Regions from separate parts of the Ovis aries genome. Here region 2 is linked to region 1. A link is a contact called in public Hi-C data. All regions are on one chromosome and are shown on one strand. The core of a region is the stretch at or near the end of the contact, and the rest is flanking DNA. Distances in the headings are between cores, read along the strand shown. Region 1 has its middle 97 kb from the start of RFX6. Region 2 holds the start of RFX6 (regulatory factor X6).

Region 1 (4,239 bases), core at 1,185-3,684:
TGAGTAGAATTAAACTAATCAGTCACTTTGGAGCATTATTTTGATAACTGGCAAATAAAGAAAATCAGTCATTTATCTTGCTTTTCCTATGAAAACTATATCACTATATACTTCCATAGAACAATTCCAGTTAAGAAATGAATGAGAAAATATAGAATTAGAATATCACAATGAATTAATGGTTTAGGCATTGAGCATCAGTAGCTGATAACAGAGCTAAAGGAGTGATAAGCAGACATTAGATGTCTCTGGATGGAAGAACACACTGCCTATGAAGCTGCTGCTATTGCTGCTAAGTCACGTCAGTTGTGCCCAACTCTGTGTGACCCCATAGACAGCACCCACCAGGCTCCCCCGTCCCTGAGATTCTCCAGGCAAGAACACTGGAGTGGGTTGCCATTTCCTTCTCCAGTGCATGAAAGTGAAAAGGGAAAATGAAGTCGCTCAGTCATGTCCAACCCTCAGTGACCCCATGGACTGCAGCCTACCATGCTCCTCCATCCATGGGATTCTCCAGGCAAGAGTACTGGAGTGGGGTGCCATTGCCTATGAAGCAGTCTTGCTCAAAAAAAAAAAAAATGAACCTGACAAGGCTCTAGGTCCAAGTACCAATATATGGAAGCCCAAACTTATGGAGCTATATCACAGAGATGCAATCAGCAAAATTCAGAATGAAGGAAATTCTATAGGACAAAAAACTTGGTTTCATTAAAAATAAACTGCAAGGAAAAGAAGAAGGAGCAATATATTGATTAAAATTTACCTTAAAAGGTGTATCAACGAAACGCAATGTGTGGACCTTATTTGGAACTTAATTCAAACAAATTATTAAAAAGTTAATGGCATGTATGGGCAATTCAAATTTAAACATTTACTGGGTATCCAGTATTAATTTATTAATTTTCTAGGTGGAATGATGATAAAATATTTATGGTCAGGAATAGTTCTTATCTTTTAGAATAAATACCGAAAGATTAGTGAATGAATCAATATGTGTGAAAGTTACTTGATACTAGTAGTACAAGGGGAAGCTGGTGAGGGCACAGACACAAGATTGGCTTGTGTTGATAACTGTGGGAGCTGTGTGGGGAGTATATGAAGGTGAGTACTATTTTTTTCACTCTTGTGTAGGTTTGAAGTTATCCATATTAAAATTATCTCATGAAAGGGAAATCTTCCTTTCTATTTAGAAATGGAAAATAAGAAAGAAAAGGTAGAAAGAGGGAAACGTTTTTAGTGGATTATGTTGTATCCATGGTAAGCTGTTCATTCTTACTGTTTTTTCTGAGTCATTTTCAATAACGCAGCACCTGCCATTGAAGCCCATTCAGCATAAAGAGGAAAGGCCTGCGTGCTATCCTTGCCGTGGGGTTGGTGGGACAGAAAAGGAGGAGAGGAACTGGCATTCCTGTTGCTTCTCTCGCACATGGAGAATGTTTATATATCTTTTCTAAGAATATTTTTATATCAATGCTATTTAGAATATGTCTCCACCAGGGGCCCTTTGTTTATATTTTTCTTTCCTGTGGAAAATAAATTATGTTGTTGTTGTTTTTTTCATCCAGTAACCGACTATCTGGAAAATATAAACTGGTTTTATTCTCCCCATACCTTCAAAATATTGTTTTGCACTTCAGAGCAGTTGCTTGGGAGGCAGATTGAATGAATGAGGGATTTTGGAATTAATAAATGCAGGCAATCTCCTCTAGCAGATCCAGCAAGACCTTTGCTGGTGGCTTAGTGGTAAAGAATCCGCCTTCTAATGCAGTAGATGAGGGTTTGATCCTTGGGTCTGGAAGATCCGCCTGGAGAAGGGAATGGCAACCCACTCCAGTATTCTTGCCTGAAAAGTCCCATGGACAGAGGAGCCTGGCGGGCTGCAGTTCTTAAGGTCACAAAGAGGCAGACATGCCTTTGGACAAAACAACAATCGCAAGGTCCAGCAGAGGGAGCAATGTCCGCGGATTTGCAGACCCCAGAGAGGGTGAGGCCGCTCCAATCAGACAGTCTGTGTTTAGACACACTGTTCCTTTAAGATCCCGTTTCCTCCTCTGCCTTCATTTTACAGCCCCTGGAGCTCCAGGCTGATAACCGAGTATCCAGACGCAGATCCTATTTTGTTCCAACCCCACAGTCCTAGGAAGATACTTGAGGTAATTTAGAGCCAGGGGACACGAAGCCAAGATCCTCCTTTCACATGATACTAATCCTCTTCAGAGTTAGAAATATCCTTTAAATTCTCTCCCTTTATTTAGTTTTCCCATATCCCTTTTCCTTCTGGATTTCCACTTTCTCAGAGCCTGGTCAGTGGTGAGGTAGGAGCCACTCTGCATTTCTGGGCTGCCCACTTTAGGTTAAGCAAAGAGCCTGGACAAGAAAATGTTTCCAACCAGCGATCCCTCAACATGCCCCCCTGATAAAGATCGGGAATATTGCAAAGGCGAGGTTAGAGTCAGTGCCTTTTGTGCAAAGGGAGGGGCAGTTAGCTCCGTGGACAGGCTGAAGCACTAGTGCCTTTTCTACTTGCTGCCTTTGGAGATGAACCAAACCACAGACAGAAAGGCTTATAGGACCCTGGTAACAGCTGATCTACTCTGGCCTCGCTGGTAACACTCTAAGAACACCGCACCCCAGCTCTACCAAACCATCATTCTATAAAAAGCAAAGGAGACTGGCACTGGCATAGCCTCCATGGTGAGAGTGAAGGTGGCTCTGCCCCTCCTGGTCATCAGCCACCTCCTCAGTGGGCCTTTCTTCCTACAGAACTCAGAAGAAAATTCTAGACATAATAAGTCCCACTAAAAGTGTTGCTGTTTTTTCAATTCAGTTGAGTCGCTCAGTTGCGTCCGACTCTTTGCGACCTCATGAACTGCAGCACGCCGGGCCTCCCTGTCCATCACCAACTCTCGGAGTTTACTCAAACTCATGCCCATTCAGTCGGTGATGCCATCCAACCATCTCATCCTCTGTCGTCCCCTTCTCCTCCCACCTTCAATCTTTCCCAGCATCAGAGTCTTTTCAAGTGAGTCAGCTCTTCGCATCAGGTGGCCAAAGTATCGGAGTTTCAGCTGTTGTTTTTGAGAGCAATGTAAATTCATCCTCATACTTTCTTTTATAGAAAGAACTCCCCACCTCATCCTCTGATCTTGCATCAGAAAATCTATACTATCAATTAGTGTGTCTCAGACTTCATTGCACATGGGAAACACTTGGAGAACTTGTGGAACTTTAGTTCTGGAGGAGGGCCAGAGATTCTGAAAGGGTCTAACTTGGTTTCTTAAAGTATAGTCCATGGAGAAGCCCTTTTTGGCATCACCTAGGAGCTTGTTAGAAATGCAAAAGTGAAGTCATCCAAGTGTTATTTTTTGTTTTCCTCTGTGTATTCAGAGGTCCCAGATCTGGGATGATTTTAATAATGATGATGGTAACTTAAAATACCACTTGTTGAGAACCTGTTGTAGGCCAGTAGCTCTATATACTGGAGAAGGAAATGGCAACCCACTCCAGTGTTCTTGCCTGGAGAATCCCAGGGACGGGGCAGCCTGGTGGGCTGCCGTCTATGGGGTCGCACAGAGTCAGACATGACTGAAGTGACTTAGCAGCAGCAGCAGCAGCAGCAGCAGCTCTATACACGCTAACCCTAATGCAAATGGCATTGCTCTTATTTTGTACATAAAAAACCTGAAGCTCAAAGAGAGCAAGTAACCTATCCAAAGTCAGATAGATGGTGAGTGCCCGCATCCAAGTCTGTCAGTTTCAAAGCCTGGACCCTCTTCACCACTCCACGCTGCAAAAACTGAGATCCCTCATTTCACTGCTGACTCTACAAGATTTCCTGACTCCTGACTGCTTCTCCAATATCACCTATTGCTTGATTTTCCACTGATTTATTTTTAAACACTTCCTGGATCTGCAGCATCTACACGTGACCTTGTGCAGCACAGCTGGTTAAGAGCAGTCATTCATTCTTTGGGCGGTTTCTATGTACTTGATTCCATTGAGAGAGATCATTGTGTCTTCTTGTCAGCTGTCTAATCTTTATTTTAGAGGAAGCAAATTTCTTTCTCTAATGTTTTACTAAAATATTTAACCTGATTTTTTGGTGCAAAAGTAATTGCCATTTTTGCATTGTTGAAATTTGTCTTTGATATTGGGATACATACTTAAATAAGTGTGGTTATGTTATACATCATTTTGATGCACATTGCTTGATTTATTTTTTGGTAATGACATTACTTG
Region 2 (4,372 bases), core at 710-3,209, 97 kb after region 1:
CATAAATACAATCTTAATTTTGGATATGACTTTTTTCTTTAATTGTAATGTATTTATATTTATAAAATAAAAACCCATTTGTTTCCATTCATTCAAATTGAATGGAAGTGATCATTCAAAAAGCCTTCATAATATATCTGAAGTCAAAACCTTTTTGCTCCAATTATCCTAAAGAAAATAGCTGTTTCCTAAATATTTAAGATAATTAGCTCAATTATTTACTGCCCTAGTATATTCTCAACTAATAAATGAAATATCAATTTCAATAGATTAGCCATAATTTTAGAAGGATATTAAACTTATATTTCAAATGTTTGGAAGAATTAAGGACACAATCACAAACAGTATATGCAAATTGTAATTCAATGTTTAAATGAAATAAAATGTACTAGTTTTTATTAAGATACTGCTTTTTCTATTGTATTTTTTTAAGATTTAGATCACATTTTACATATAAACAGATTGTGTAACTTATTAGCAAATAGACATTTTTACTTATTTGCATCCTATTTGGAATTTGGGAGGAAATTTCTTTACCCTACATAGGGAAGTTTAATATTATGTTTTTACTTTAGATTCCTCTTCCTTTTGAAACAATATTATAAAAGTTTCTGTAGGACTTTTACTTAGAGAGCCTACTGATAAACTCTTGGTTTTAGAAGATTTTCCATAAAATCTAATTAGTGATATTTCACTGTAATAAATCATATATAAAAGCTACTTTTAAAATAGTTGAATATTTATTTAAGTTAATAGCACCATTTTAACTGATTGATCTATGTCTTCTAGTTCAAACATATTTCATCTTATGGCTGAATTGATACACAACTGATACACAATTTTGAATTTGCACTCTATGGTAAAAGGTAGGGTTAAGATCCTTCCTCTTTTTAACTTATTTTTTAAGAATCATGTTTTATAAACATAAAAGCTTATGAGTTGATTGCATGTTGAACAAGTCATTAAAATTCATTATTGCTTACATTCAAAGGAATTACAATAATGAAACTACAACAAAGAAATTACAAAATTACAAAGAAGTTAGCCAATAATGAACAAAGTGATGGTTTTTATTTGCATTGCAGATCATTTTTCACCTTTACCAGAATATGTCTCTATACAAAACATTCAGTGAAAACAATTTTTGGATGAATTTCTAATTGGTCTTTTAAACTCCTGCAAGAACGTTTGAGAGAACCAAATGGAAAAAAGCAAAGAATCTGAATATACTGACTTTCAAAATTCAAGGGTACCCTTGAGCGAGCCTTACCACTGCAGGGTGAGCTGGGTCTGCTTCTTTTTATCCTTCATAATCTGCGTGATGGTTTTCTTCTGTGAGAGGTGTGGATCGGTTGCTTTAGTTTTGCTGTCTGGATTATCCGCATCCTCTTCTTCGGAGGAAAAGTTACCATTGCTTAAATGCATTTCTAATTGCCAGTTGAAAAGATAAAGAAAACCAGAATATAAAATCAATTAATTAGCTCTAAATGTATCTTGGCGTCAAACGGGGTGGTCTATGGGGGGTTCGGAGGAGAGTTATACAAAATCCCTTAGACTTAATTTCTATTCGACCAGCATTTTCCTAGGGGAAACACATGTACGTTTGCGATGTGTTTATCATTGGAGGCCCTTTTAAAACTACATCCGAGTCCCAGTCACGTCCCGGGAGGGCAGAGCACTCACCGGCTTTAACTCCCCCGGGCAGCTCCGAGTCGTCCGCTTTCTCCCCGCTGCCCAGCTCGCGCCCCGGCTGCGCTTCGCCCGTCAGGTACACCCTTTCTTCGGGGTAAACGAGCAAACCCTTGCCCAGGAGCTGCACACAACACTCCTGGACTTCGGGGGAAACCGGGGGAGAAGCCTGCGCCTGCAGGAAGGCGTCTTCCAGCTCCGGGACCTTGGCCATCCTCCTGGCCGCCGAGACTTGGGCGCCAGCCGCTCGACCGGCGCCCAGCGGAGCCGGGAGGCCGGGGCGGGGCGGGGCGGGGCGGGGCTGCGGACCCCGGGCCGCTGGGGCGGAGGCGGAGGCCGCGGCTCGGGATCCCCCGGGCGTCGCGGAGAAGGAAGGCCCGGCCCAGGGGCAGCTCTGACAGCCCAGGGAACCGGGTGGGCCGAGGCGGGACTGCCCGTCTCCACCTGCCTGCCATCCTGACAGATGCTCCGCTCAGAACTCACTTCTCACCTGCGCGAGTCAAGCCTGAGCAATGAAGTCCCTTTCCCCACATCTCTTCCCTCTGTTTCCTCTTCTCCCATCTTGAGCTGGGACCGAGGACACTTTTCCACACCCAAAGCTCTCCAAGGAACCAAGAAAGCGACACTGTCATCTCGGGGTGGGGTGGGGGGCCGAGGGAGGGGAGAAGCAACTCTCCCCACCTCTACTCTCGGGTGACATCAAGGATGCTTCAGGGGACTGCCCTGATTCTGCACGCCCAGGCCGGAGGAGGGGGACCTCAGAGCACCGCTCAGTCTTTGCAGAACATGGTCTGGGCTGATTTATTCCCAGAGTAATCCTGGGCGGTGGGGGGTGGGGAGTGGTAAGGGGTCTTCTCAGTGACCCGGACAGACGCCATCTCGGCCCACTAGTGGGAAGACTGCCTTGCTCCCCAGCGCAGAATGCCTGCCTCTCTGCCCTCTGGGGATCTGGCTCTGAGCTTAGAGGAAAAGATGCATCCACTCTCTACGTATTTTGTAATTTAAACGCATCCCTGGCGATTCCTCACCCCTCATACCTGGTAGTAGTGCAATGGACCATTGCGGAAATGAAAAAATGAAGTTGCCACATTTCATTTCCAATCTAAAATGCCGAGATAGTCGTGTATGGGGGAAAATATCTTGTTCTTTCTTTAAGGAGAAATCAGTAGACTTGGGCTCTGTGTTGCCCCATTGACACCGAATCTTTCCTTCCTTCCACCTTCTGTTCTTTTGACAGATATTGCCCTGTGCTCACTATCTATATGTTTGGTGCTCTCCAGAGAGAGCAAATATCTTGCTTTCATTCACACTTCTTCACCACAATCTGCAGCCTGCCATCCTCATTTGGAGCTTAGTAAGATAGATCACTCCTGAAATTTAACAATATTAAACTATATTATATCCAAATATAACATGGAAAAAGCAAAATGGGACCCAAGGTGGTGGATGGCTGAAGGGTGGATTATAGGTGGGAGTAAAACAATCTAAGAGCATTACTTTGCCAAAGTGGCTAACATTATGAGTACATTTGACCCTTACCCATTTTTCAGCGTAACTTATGGAAAAGTCACCACTTCTCTGTCAGAGATTTTCTCCTGGTACCTCCAGAGCCTGGATCTAGGTTGGGGCAGTCCAGCTATCCAGGCAACCAAAGCTCTAAGTCTATACCACCATCACTCCCTACAACCTTGAGTATCAGTCTCCTCCACCCAGTACCCTGTCTCTGTAAAGCCTCAGAGTTTTCTCAGTCCATGGGGCTCAGTCCTACAATGATAAAGTTTAGAATGTCCCTTCTTTACAGAAACACCCTCAGACTCACTCTATAAAGGAAGTCCTCGTGGTTAACTGTACACAGAAAGACTCTGTCCACTTGTATCACATAATCAGAAGAAAAACATTCAAAAAAATTACTAGGATTTAAAAATAGCTTTTTAAAAATATCACTTGATGGACAGGTTGTATGTGTGTGTGTATGTCATACGGACACTAAGTGAATATCTGGCAATTATCCAGTTGAATTGATCAGCGAAAACACAAACTGTTTAAGGCCCCAAGTGAATTTCTTGCTTTATTTTTAAGTAAACTCTTTCCCCTAACAAAATAATATGTAAGTTCTTTGTACTACTGGTCAGAAATAAAAATCTGAAAGACTTATCATAAGTGAAGAGCTTGAATCAGTAATAAAAACATTTCCAACAATAAAAGCCTAGGACAAGAGGACTTGAATGCTGAATTATACCAGATGTTTAAAAAAGAGTTCATACCAATCCCTGTCAGATGCAGTAAGAGTGGTGTTCTGAAAAGGGGGGGAAAAAAGCTTTTATCATCCTAAACTGCCATTTGTGATTATCATAATTTGAGCTCCTAAGAAAAATGATTTAGAGACATAAGACTGATAAGCAAGTTAAAAAAAAAAATCCTAGGCAGGAAAATAGGTAAATATAGAAAATGATCTTTTAAAATACTGCTTCTAAGCATTTTGGTTTTTGTATTCCTTTAAGAAATTTGCATAAGCCATAGATTCTCTTCCCAGAAGATAAAAGCACATGCATACACTCACATACGCACATACAAATTCTGTATGCAGTACAGATCTCAAAGAATATCTGAAAAAGTTTACTGTTTGAATAAAACAACCCAACAATATACAAGAAAGCAGATTCTTGGAAGTTCCCAAATGAGA

Evidence for each region. Hi-C and Micro-C count contacts between places; a contact is called where the count stands out from the background.
Region 2: a Hi-C map of liver shows a contact between it and region 1, with 4 times the contacts expected there. The contact joins the promoter of RFX6 here to the enhancer-like site in region 1. A contact is called at or near these places in 2 of 16 Hi-C or Micro-C datasets (liver and mixed tissues).

The regions. Positions count from the first base shown.
Region 1 is chr8:20,912,502-20,916,740 of ARS-UI_Ramb_v3.0, forward strand. No RefSeq gene overlaps it. Among named protein-coding and RNA genes, the nearest start is that of RFX6, 97 kb to the right of the region's middle. Within about 2 kb of position 2,435, at least 3 of the 54 cell types and tissues checked have an H3K27ac peak or open chromatin away from gene starts, as enhancers often do. A contact at or near this core is called in liver, where this site is marked.
Region 2 is chr8:21,009,524-21,013,895 of ARS-UI_Ramb_v3.0, forward strand. It overlaps RFX6 (regulatory factor X6), which reads right to left and starts at 1,960. Exons shown (of 19, transcript XM_004011174.6): 1 at 1,684-1,960; 2 at 1,271-1,427. The coding sequence starts at 1,903.